Linked DNA regions of Mus musculus: region 2 is linked to region 1. A link is a contact called in public Hi-C data. All regions are on one chromosome and are shown on one strand. The core of a region is the stretch at or near the end of the contact, and the rest is flanking DNA. Distances in the headings are between cores, read along the strand shown. Region 1 overlaps Jak2 (Janus kinase 2). Region 2 holds the start of Plgrkt (plasminogen receptor, C-terminal lysine transmembrane protein).

Region 1 (6,216 bases), core at 2,643-5,142:
ACTGGGCTGGCTTAAAGTTTCAGAGGTCTAGTCTATTATCATCATGGTAGGAAGCATGGCATTGTGCAGGCAGACCTGGTGCTGGAAGGGCCAAGGGTTCCACTGTATCACTGGGTGTGGCTTGAGCATATATGAGACCTCAAAGTCCACCTCCACAGGACACAGTTCTTCTAACAAGGTTACACCTACTCCAGTAAGGCCACACCTCCTAATAGTGCCACTCCCTATGAGCCAAGCATCTGAACATGTGAGTGTATGGGACTATTCCTACTCACACCATCACAGTATATAATTTGAGTCTCACTTTTGACGTATTTTTAGTTTTATTCGAAGTTCTAAAGGTTAGAGTTAACCCTGTACATGTATTATTTTCTTTAGAAGTACTGACAGAGTCTACCTAAGCCAGTGGCTTTATTCCTGTTGTTTGCTGAACTCGATAACACTCCCACTGTCGCAGGCTTTCTTCTTCTGAAGCTTATGTGCTGCTTTGTCACTATGTTATGGCTCCTCACACAGGAGGAAGTGCCAGGTGGACGTGTTTAAATATTTTATACACACAAGGTCCTCAAATTAGATACTGCTTTTTCCAAAGCTACCCTAGTTTGTCTTTCTAACGAAATTGTAACAACTGTAGTTCACAGGACAGCTCACTAGTAGGAATCTTGCTGTTTTTGCTGAAATGAATGGCTTAAAGTGCTGTTGTGTTCGATTCGTTTGCACTTCCTTCAACACTCGGTATTGCATGCCTGTTGTGTGGATTTGCTTTACAAGAAATAATATTTCATTCTGTAGCATTAGTAACTCTTAATCTTCATTTTTTTAATTATAAAATACTTCAGTTAATATTTTATATAAGTATAAAGTACAAACCAGGGTACCTAGGATTTAAATTTTATCATTTTGCCATTTTGATTTCTATAGTGTTATTTTGATATATTACATTAATAGAATTTACTAATTTTCTAATTTAGCTCTCTCTGCAATTCTTTGATAAATGAACAATGGACTTTGTTGTTTTTTTTTTTTTTTTAAGAAACATTTATGGATTGGGTTTGTTAGTACTTAGTTTAAGATTCTTATATTTTGATAAATAGAAATTTGTGTTAAAACAAAATGTCTTTTGTGTTTTGGTTATGCTTTCATGTAACTTCTGAACCTGGTTATTTTCATTCGTTCCGGATTTTCCTTTTATTCTCTTCAACCTTTATTTTCCATTTAAAAAAATGTAGGTAGATTCTATGTCTTATGTAATGTAGTTTTATTTAGTTTTTTATTTCAAAATATTTTTTAAAGTTATATTTTTCTGAAAATTGTCTATCTTTTTAAATATATTGGTGCAATGCTCTTCTAGCACTTTGTCTTTTAATTTGCTTTTAATTCAGCTTGCATCTATTTTTATTCCTTGTTAGATATGACAATGACTGTTAATTTTGTTAATTATTAAAAAAAATCAACATCATCGATTAGTTTTGTTTACTCTGCACTATTAACTTTCACTTTTAAAACTCTTTGTGTGGGCTGGAGAGATGGCTCAGTGGTTAAGAGCACTGACTATTCTTCCAGACATCTTGAGTTCAATTCTCAGCAGCCATACGGTTGCTCACAACCATCTGTAAAGGGATCTGATGCCCTCTTCTGGTGTGTCTGAAGACAGCTACAGTGTGCTCATATACATACAATAATAAAAAGTCTTAAAACTCTTTGCGTGTGTCTATGTGTGTGTGCACTTGTGCACACACACATACAGACATACGGATATGCACATGTATGCAGATGCCTGCAAAGGCCAGAAGAAGGTATCACATTCTCTTAGAGCTGGAGTTACAAGCTGTTGTGGACAGCTTGAAATGGGGACTAACAATTGTACTCTAGTCCTCTGAAAGAACAATGAGTGTCCCTACTGCTGAGCGCTCTCCAGACTCTTCCTCTAACTTTACTGTTTTCTTCTTTTGGCTTTCTGCCATTGTTCTTTTGTTTTCTGATGTACTGATACCCAGGTGATTCTGTTATTGTCTGATGTAAATGGGTTACTACATATAATTTTTCCTATGAGTACATTTAAATTTCATTAATAATTTTTCCTTTGACATGAGATATTTATAAATACTTGCAGTTGAATTTGTCGCAGATCTTTCTTTGACCTATGAGGCATATTGAAGTATTTGTAAATACATAAGGAATAAAGGGTACCTTTAAAAAGCTGCTACTGAATAACATTTATAATTTATAAATTACTACAAACCTACAGAGAGTTGAATTGAGTTTCAAATTATAATTTAAATCCTATCAGTTTATCCCATTTATGTATAAAGTGGAAATAAATGAATATATTGTTATAATAAAAATATTCTCATGAAATATAGGCTTCAATATAGGATTTATTTTTATGTACTCAATTCTGATTTAATTGAAATGCTAGAAAAGGTGGTGTGTGAAGACTTGTTTTGAGTCCCAGGGGATTATTTGGTGCGTTCATGTACATATATGGATGTGTGTGGATGGTTTAAAATATACTTGAAAAATAATATATACTATTATATTGCTATGTTCTATGTACTTTTTTAGACCATTGCCCTTCAACCTTTACAAATATCTTTTATATTTATTTTATGTGTGTGACTGTTTTGCCTGCATGTATGTATGTGTATCACATGCATGCCTGGTGCTCAAGGAGATCAGAAGAGGGCATTGGATTCCTTGGAACTAGAGTGAAAGATAGTTGTAAGCTGCTGTGTAGGTGTGTACATGTGCATGCCTGAGGAGGCCAGAGTCATCAGTCAGTTCCTGCCTGATAGATAGAGTTAGAGGTGGCTGTGAGCTGCACAGGGTGGATGCTGTCAGCTGTCTTAGGTCCTTTGCAAGCGCACTATGAATCTTAACTGACGAGCTAGCTCTGCAGCCCTCCTTTAACATTTTATGTGTTTCTTAACATATCTGCCCCCTAGTGTTTTTTCTTTCTCTCGTACTTGAAATTGAACCTGACAGCTCACACCCCCCAGACATGCACTCCACACTGAGCTCTGTCCTTACTTCTGCGAAGTGCCTGAAAAAGATGCTGATGCGGTGCTACACTCTTGTAATCCTAGCAGTTGAGACACGGAGGCTGCCCTGTCAGAGCTTAATGTCAGCTTCATTTGCATAAGGGGTTTGAGGTCAGCTTGGACTACATAAGACCCTATTACAAAAAGGGGAAAGGATGGAAAAAGTATTTGGGGGCAGAGAGATAGCTCAGTTGTCATTTAACCTGTAAGGGGCTAGTGAGATGGCTCAGTGGGCCTTTACATTTTTTTTTTAAATGGTGCATCAAATATAATTATTAGTATAGTGTGTAAAATTTCTCATTTTAATATGAAAAGTTTTCATTCTTATAAAAGTATCCAGTGGCTTGTTATTATCTCAGTGATTTGATAATTAGTATCAATTAAAATATACACATGTATACTTGTGCATACTCATACAAGATAGTTTTTCCCTCAGGGTTTAAGAGTTACTTGGAAACTCTCTTTAGAAGACAGTTAAAAGCTGGATAAACTGTACTTTTATCTTCATGTAAGAATGCCAGTATTATTTTTTACAATATATAGAGAGGAGTATTTGATTAAAACTTAGTTTTAGGGAGTGTTTTCCCACGGTATTTCACCTGCGACTGGAGTTTCTGCTGACTGTTAGAGCTGTCACCAGGGCTCCCAGATTGTGTTATGTAAATGTTCTGCCCTTTGCATCTGCAGTCAGTTCCTTATGACTCACCGGCTAGGTATCACGTCACGCAGATTGTGCATGTTATGTAAATGCTCTGCTAGCTAGCTATAATCAGTCCCTTTTATGCTTCCTTTCTAGGTATTACGCCTGTGTATCATAATATGTTTGCGTTAATGAGTGAAACCGAAAGGATCTGGTACCCACCCAATCATGTCTTCCACATAGACGAGTCAACCAGGCATGACATACTCTACAGGATAAGGTACTTCCTGACGCCAAGTGACTCGCGTATTAGCAAAAGATAAAGCCAGAGAAACTGTTGGCTCTGTAAGGTGATAGCTACGATGTTTTGTTCTGTTGGGATGCCACTTCATGACTTTTGATTATAATTAAGAATTTTAAAAAAAGAACAGGTGAAAATAGCCTGCAATCAGTCCTTAGTGTCTGGAATATTGCCAGTTTCCCAGGAGATGTGATGTGTGTGCAATAAAAAGCAATCTTAACAATTTTTTTTTTACAAATAAAATTTTAAAGTTGAAAGTTTTTGTTTATAAGTTAATGTATTTAGCTATATATGGCAATGTGAAAAATATTAATATTCAGAAAATAAAAATCCAGATTTTTTTTCTGTATAAAGGAATAGCAAATAATTTTGGTTTTACAGATAGCTGTAAATTTCCAAGCACTTACATGTTATTTAATTTTCTTATGACTTAATGAAACATTCAGAATTCCCTGTAATATATAAAGAATCTGATGTGACGTATTACTCATAGTTGTTCATGCTCTTACCGCTTGGAAAAGTTTGAACTCAGACCTAGCTTTCTTCATAAACTGCCTTCTCACCAGCTTGCTTTTACCTCATTGTAGAGATAATATGTGTAGTATTTACTGTCATTATTTGATGGTCTGTCTTATTGATTTTTATTTGTTGAGACAGGTACAACAGACTTCCTCTGACCTCACTGACTAGCGGGGACTGACCTTGAACCTGCCTCTTAACCCCCAGTCATTCTGAGATCACAGGCGTGGCCACCACACCCAGTTGGTTTTGCTGAAATCAAACCCAGGGTGTTAAATGTGCTAGGCAGAGTGGTGACATTATTAGTACTTAATGCGTTCTTAGTAAATTTTCATATTTCATTACTTATTTTCTTCTCCTTGGTCTGTATAAAATATGTAGATGCATGTGTTTGGGTTTTCTGCTTTTAAGGTAAAACAATGTTAGTAAAAGAGTTCAGGGTCTAAGTGGTGAACATAGGAAAGGCAGGGGAATGAGCTGGAGGAATGGCTTGGAGGTTTAAAAGCCCTGGCTACCCTTTCTAGAGGACCCAGGTTCCATTCCTAGTACCTACATGGCAGCTCACAAATGTTCCAGGGGGGGTCTAATGCCCTCTTCTGGCCTAAACACAAAATACATATGCATATTTATTTTAGAAGAAAACAAAAGTAATGGCCTTTTTACATAAAGTAGCCAGTTGTAACAAAATAATGAAGCTTTCATAAAATAATTTTATAGCTTTAACTATTTGGGGATAATCTAAATAAGTAAAAAATAAGAAACAATGTGGGTGTGGGTGTCAGAGTTTGCCTTTTTTTTTTTTTTTTTTTTTTTTTTTTTTTTTTTTTTTTTGAGACAGGGTTTTTCTGTATAGCCCTGGCTGTCCTGGAACTCACTTTGTAGACCAGGCTGGCCTCGAACTCAGAAATTCGCCTGCCTCTGCCTCCCGAGTGCTAGGATTAAAGGCGTGTGCCACCACCGCCCAGCTCAGAGTTTCCTTTTTAGCATTATAATAAACATGACCAAAAGCAACCTGGGGTAGGAAAGGGTTTATTTCATCCTACAGTTTACAATCCATCCTGAAGGGAAGATGGAGCAGAAACTCAAAGGAGGAACTCCTAGAGTCAGGAACTGATGTAGAGACCATGAAGAAACCAGCTTACCTCTCCTGTCTTGCTCAGATAACTTTTTATTTTATTTTTTATTATTTTTTCTTTCTTTACTATATGTAAGTACACTGTAGCTGTCTTCAGTCACTCCAGAAGAGGGCATCAGATTTTGTTAGGGATGGTTGTGAGCCACCATGTGGTTGCTGGGATTTGAACTCAGGACCTTCGGAAGAGCAGTTGGCGCTCTTAACCACTGAGCCATCTCACCAGCCCCAGATAAAATTTTAATACAACCTAGACTCACCTATCCAAAGGTGGTAGCATACACAGTGGGCTAGACCCTTCCATATTGATCACTAATCAGAAATTACTTGACTACAGACCAGTCTTACGGAGGCAATTTATAATTGACATTTCCATTCACAACATAATGGTAGCTTGTGTCAATTGGAAAAAAAAAACAAAATCTTAACCAGAACAATGAATAAATTAGAGACCTACTTGGAAAATGAAAATATAACTAAGTATCCATGGTACATTGAGCCTTTTTGGATATCAGATTTCATGTATGTTCAAGGCGAAGGACTTGAGTAAAAACTTCTCCAAAGAAATGTTTGGCATGCAAAT
Region 2 (5,765 bases), core at 2,020-4,519, 90 kb after region 1:
ACAGCTGACTGAAATGATTTCCCATCTCTCCCTGCTCTGTGAACACACAGTGCCACGTTACCTCGGTTTTCCCTTCTATAAGTCTAATGTGATTCACCTTCATACCAGCTGTTCTGACAGACAGGAAGACCATGCATCTGAGGATGTGAGTTCAGAACTGTCGTCTGTCCCTCTTGACCTTGTGTCTTAAGATGTAAGTGTCTTAGGGTCAATTCTTCAGTATTTCTCCTGACGTCTCATGCTCCCCTCCTTCTCTGACACAGGTCTCATCCTCTTGCAGCTGATTTCCCCCTAGCCAGTTTTCTCCAGCCTCGCCTTCATTCTCTCCACGTTACCGAGGCTCTCAAAAGGGCAGGGTGAGGATGCTCACACGCCTTTGCAAATGGATCCCCAGGAATGGGAAGTTTGTGTGAGTGTATATATTCATTCATGTGCGTGAGTGCAGGTGGGTGTGTGCCACAGCGCTCCTCCAGGTCAGAGGGTAACCCTGGGTATTGTTCTGCACGTTCCACCTTGTTTGAGACAGTCTTTCCGGAATGTTCCTCTTAGCTGTGTACCCCAGGCTAGCTGGTCGGGAGCGTCCAGGGATCCTCCTGTGTCTGCCTCTCATCTCACCACTGCAATTACAGATGTGTGCCTCTGTGCCCAGGTCGTCATTGATGTGCAAGCTTTCAGCACAGGTCTTCATGATTGCATGGCAAGTGCTTTACCCACCAAGCCATCTCCTCAGCCCAGAAATGGAGTTTTAAAATGACCACATGGTAGAGTTTCTCCATTATTTCCAATGGAAGTTATAGCACAATAAGCTCATTGCAAGTTGGAAATACCATTGAGAGAAAACTGCATTTATTACACCGAATATACACCGAACATTGTGGTTTATCTTAGCCGATGTTACTGTTCTCAGAAACACTTAGGTTAGCCTGAAGAAGTACAGACCTTTTTTTTTATAATAATATGCTCAATATAGTTCATTGAATTTTACAGTAAAATTAAAAAATAGAATGGCTGTTTTGTTTTACTAGCCTGGGACATGAATTCAAATTTTGATTTTCTTTCCCCTTATGATCTATATCGCCTTTTTTACCATCATTTCCTTAAAAACTGACTTGAGCCACCCTCTACATCAGGCATGGCCTTGTTATTTAGGTATAACAGCTACCCCAGAGGGCTATAAACTATGGGTAAGAACTCCTAACTTTGTTCTAAATATAACTGAGTATGTTCAGAGAAACACTTTGGTTAGTTATTGGTTTTTCAGAAGACCATAAGGCCCGGGGGGGGGGGGCGGGGGGGCGTGTCACAACATCTCCACTCTCTTCAGTGCTGTCTTAGGCTGTTAAATACCTTTCCACCACAGCAGCCCGTCTCAATGCTTCACAGCCAGGATTTATGTATAATCTGAGGAAATCCCGGACAACAGTTATTTCCACAGCTTTCCTCATAAGGAAATCCCTGGGTTTAGAGTAACCTAGCAGATGAGCATGGAGAACAGGGGTAGTTCGAATCAGTTGGGATGGTTACCCTGTTAGTCGGGCTCCAGGGGAGTATGAACTGACAGCCTGGTTTCAATGATTTCCGTGTATTCTGACAAAGACGAAGATCGCACCCTGGAATTAAGCAGCCCTTGAGCCAATCAGCTGCGAGGCTGAGCAGAGGCTGAACTACTTCCCAGGAAGGAAGAGAGAGCCTTCCACAGCCCTGGGACATCATGATTCCTCCTGACTCTCACTGTCCCACTTAGCACCCTACCAGCAGCGGCAGAGGGCACTCATCGTGGAGGGGTCTCTAGCCGTTTGCTCTCTTATCTAAGTATTGGCAGCTCACATGAGTCATTTCCAGCTGAGCCTGCAGGAGAAGTGTTATCATCCATCATGATAGTCTCTGTGGCTTCTATTTCACACAAATAATTGCACAAAATAAGGAATGCTTGACAGAAGATCAACCTTGTCAGGCTGCTCAACATCCTTTAGTTTTCTTTTGCATGTCGGAGCAGACGGTTGAATTTTTACATCTGCTGCAAGCATCTTCAAACATCTTCAAAGAAACCGACTGTTTTCTAGTACACACACACACACACACACACTCTCCCCTCAGTCCCTTGGCCTAAGGGGGTTAGCTCTCCATCCCTTGAAGTGGTCGGACAATCTTTCAGTCAATCGTCTAGAGAAGAGAAGAGAAACACTTTGAAAAGCTAGCTAGGATTTAGGCTTACCTCCTTCTGGGCCTTGCTCTCTTGGACTTGGACTTTGGATGTGTCGGGGGAAATCTCAGGTACACGGTTAAATATAGAAGGCAAACAGGAGTGTCCCTCTGGAGATCTCACCTGCCAATGAGCATGCCACACCCTGTAACTTCACCCTTGAACAGTGTTTCCAACCTCTTCTGACCATACCTAACAAAGCCATGTTGCACTCTTTCCTTAGGATGTCCCAAATACCTCCAAATGTCTCTCTCCCAGAGACACGATATTATCAGCGATAAGTAAGCGTGGCCCCAAACTGACTTATTACAGGCAACACAGACAACCACCATGTCCTATAGGATGGAGGATACAGATGTGAGTCCAGGCTGCTCCTGGATTTTTGTTTGTTTGTTTGTTTTGGGTTGAGGATGGGGAGGCAGGCGTGTCTCCTGTTCCAAGAGGCCATGATTCAAATTACTCTGGAAAGGCGTGTTGGGAAGGGTGTCCTGATTGTACAGATCCCAGACAGACTTTCCCTGGTCATCCTTGGAACCTGGATTCCATTTAGAAGGAAAGAAATTCTACACGATTTCTGTCATCCAGATTTCTTCCCTGATTTAGTACCAGAATTTTTGGCTAGTCACAACATCACTATCATTCTCAATAACTCTTCCAAACCAAGTCCCCTAGCAGGAAGCACATAACCTCTGGGGGTGTTTTGTTTTGTTTCCACTCTCGCTCTGTTGAGCCAGTTTAGCGTCATATAGGTATTTCCCTAAAGGAATTCCATTTTCCTGTCCATTGCACTCTGCAGTCTTGTCCCAACTTGGTGACAATGGTACAGAGAGATCACACTCACAGAACTGGGTTGGCAATACCTGTCAGCCTCGGAGGCATCAGCAAGAACCCAGAGCCCTGGCCTTCCCTGCCCAGCCAGAGCTGCAGCTGTGCGGGACCGTGCGACGGAGCCGACCCCTCCCTCCCAGGTGTCTGTGACCCGAAACACTCACGCGACACGGTGCGGGGACGGTGACCGCAGCAGAGGCCTCTAGCCAGAGCTCCAGAGCGATCAGCGCAGGGACAGTACCTTGCTTCGGCAGAGCCCCAGGATTGGTTGGCTATGACAGTGGATCACGAGCTTCAACCAATCAGCGTGGCCTTTGGCTCCCTTAAGCGCTCGGGTGCCCGCGGAGGCCTGGGGTGTTCTTCCGGTGCAGGCGCCTGGAGCCGGGAGGTGGGCGGGGCGGGACAGAACCGCAAATTCCAACCTGCATGGTCTTGTAAGGTGCGTGATTTTGAGGGAAGGCCCAAGGAAGCAGCGTGGAAATGTTTCAAGTCCTCGGAGTCCGGTGCCTCAAAAACAAAACAAAAACAACAACAAAACCCATCACCAAATCTCGCTTAAAGGTAACCAGGGAACAAAAGCAGACAGTGACCAGAATTTCCGTATTTCCCTATGCGTTTTCCATATTTCGTACTCCTACCAGAATTGTCTGTCTATAGTACAACTCCGAACTTCACTAGGAAACACTGGACCCATTAGCACTTACTATGTAACCGGTTGGGGAAATAGTATGTGAATCACAACCTTTAGGAAGGGCTCTGCATTAGCATGTGTTGGCTCCACACCTTAGAGAAGGCAATCTAGCCTCTTCCAGGCATATCTAGCCTCGCAGGCTTGTATAGATGTTTTTAGTTCCAGTGTTCCTTATTCTGACTTTTAGATCCCTCATTCCAAACATTACTTGGATGGGAAAATTGCAACAGAATCTTTATTTAGTTCTATTTGTGGGAGGAGATGGGTGTTGCTAGGAGTAAATGCTTTTGGAGAGAAACAAGTAGCCCATCCCTAAGGTAGGAAGTAGTGTCTATACGTGCAGACTAAACTTGTCTCCGTTCTGTTCCCAGCTCTGTAACCTGTACGAGGAACAGAGGTCGTTGTACCTTCAGATAAACACTGTGGGAACCAAGAATGTTAAACACACAGGGTTGTAGCTTCAAAGAGAAAGATTTAGAATGTGTTTTCCGCCCAGAAGACTGGGAGCAGAAGTGGTTAACATTTGCACTGTGTGTGCGAGACCTCACCAGATCCTTCCCTCATCATGAGCTGTTTTTCTCAGTCAATCTATAGAACCTATCTTTATGGATAATGTCACATGCAGTCACCCTAGAGACCCCATCTTAATCTATGTTCTACCTTTTCAAAGACTTACATATTCTAGATAGTTCGTATAAATGAAACGGACTTCTTTTGTTTTTGTTATTTTTTTTTTGTTGTTGTTGTTGATGCTGTTGTTGTTTGAGACAGGGTTTCTCTGTGTAGCCCTGGCTGTCCTGGAACTCACTCTGTAGACCAGGCTGGCCTCGAACTCAGAAATTTGCCTGCCTCTGTCTCCCAAGTGCTGGGATTAAAGGCGTGCACCACCATGCCGAGCTGACTTCTTTTACTTTAACACTAGTGTGTGTGTGTGTGTGTGTGTGTGTGTGTGTGTGTGTGTATCTAAGCTATAGTAGGGGCTGGTGAGATGGCTCAGTGGGTAAACATGCTTACCACCCTGAGACCCAGTTCTATTTCTGGGCTCCACATAGTGGAAGGGAAGAACCCATTATTGTTAGCTGTCTTCTGACATCCCTAACTGTTCCACGTATGAGTGTGCACTTGCGCACACAGAGAGTAAATACATGTTAAATGGAAAGAAAAATTAAACAGGTAAACTATAGCATGGATTATGGCTCCATTTCTTGTTGGGACTAAATAGTAGTCCAGTGTATGACTATAAGGCATTTTGTGTGTCCATTGAGACCGATGGACATTTGCATGATTCTATTTAGTCTAGTATGAAGAACATTGCTAGTTTTGTGAGCATGTTGTCAGTTGTCTTGGGTAGTAGGGGTAGAATGGCTGGGGCATACAGTAGTAAGTCAAGGCCTTAAAATCCACACACTGTGATTGATGGCAGTGGATGAGGACGCTCACCTGACAGTCCACCTGTGTGGCCGCTGTGTAGCAGACACTGGGGCATCGTTCCGGGTTTCACTCCCACTTGTATCCTTTCCTGAACACGTAAGCTTCCACAAGTTACTTGAGCGAGATGTCTCCAATTACACAGCCCTGAAGTGGAGGTGACTCCAGGAAGCACAACTCATAATACAAGTTAGGTAACCTAGTGTATGCACCCGTTTTACTATTACTGACACTTTTAATCATTACTGTGATTTCATCTTATTAATTTGATAGGCTTTTTTTTTTTTAAATGATGCTGTAGCCAAGGAAGACTATTCCGAGCAGGGGCCGCCGGTACATCTCAGAGTGTAACCTGAATCAGATGAAGCTTCATGTGGCGCAGCCCAAGCATTTCATAGCATCCCAAGAGAAGCTTGACTGGGGAAGCCCTGGGGAATAGTGATGAGGGTGTGGGCTTTAGCCTTCCTAGGCTGTATGTAAATAACCGCACAGCTGATGAGCAGGAAACTTGTAGCTGTTTCTCTTTAGGGTGCTTTTCAGCTGTGATGTCAGTATTGACTAAGCACCTGCTTGCTAACTTCCTTCTCCTGCAACCCATGCAACGCACATGACCCT

The links. Hi-C and Micro-C count contacts between places; a contact is called where the count stands out from the background.
Region 2: a contact with region 1 is called in a Hi-C map of Th1 cells, with 3 times the contacts expected there. A contact is called at or near these places in 3 of 39 promoter capture datasets (the C10 cell line, cranial neural crest and epiblast stem cells), 51 of 484 Hi-C or Micro-C datasets (the 63-12 cell line, B cells, the C2C12 cell line and 31 more), 7 of 130 datasets of targeted methods (bone marrow-derived macrophages, embryonic stem cells and stem cell-derived neural progenitor cells) and 4 of 9 other capture datasets (adipose tissue, embryonic stem cells, liver and 1 more).

The regions. Positions count from the first base shown.
Region 1 is chr19:29,267,514-29,273,729 of GRCm38.p6, forward strand. It overlaps Jak2 (Janus kinase 2), which reads left to right. Exons shown (of 25, transcript NM_008413.4): 4 at 3,838-3,961. Among named protein-coding and RNA genes, the nearest start is that of Jak2, 19 kb to the left of the region's middle.
Region 2 is chr19:29,358,602-29,364,366 of GRCm38.p6, forward strand. Plgrkt (plasminogen receptor, C-terminal lysine transmembrane protein) reads right to left here and starts at 3,270. Exons shown (of 6, transcript NM_026362.2): 1 at 3,196-3,270; 2 at 2,216-2,326. It also overlaps a transcript of Cd274 not described here.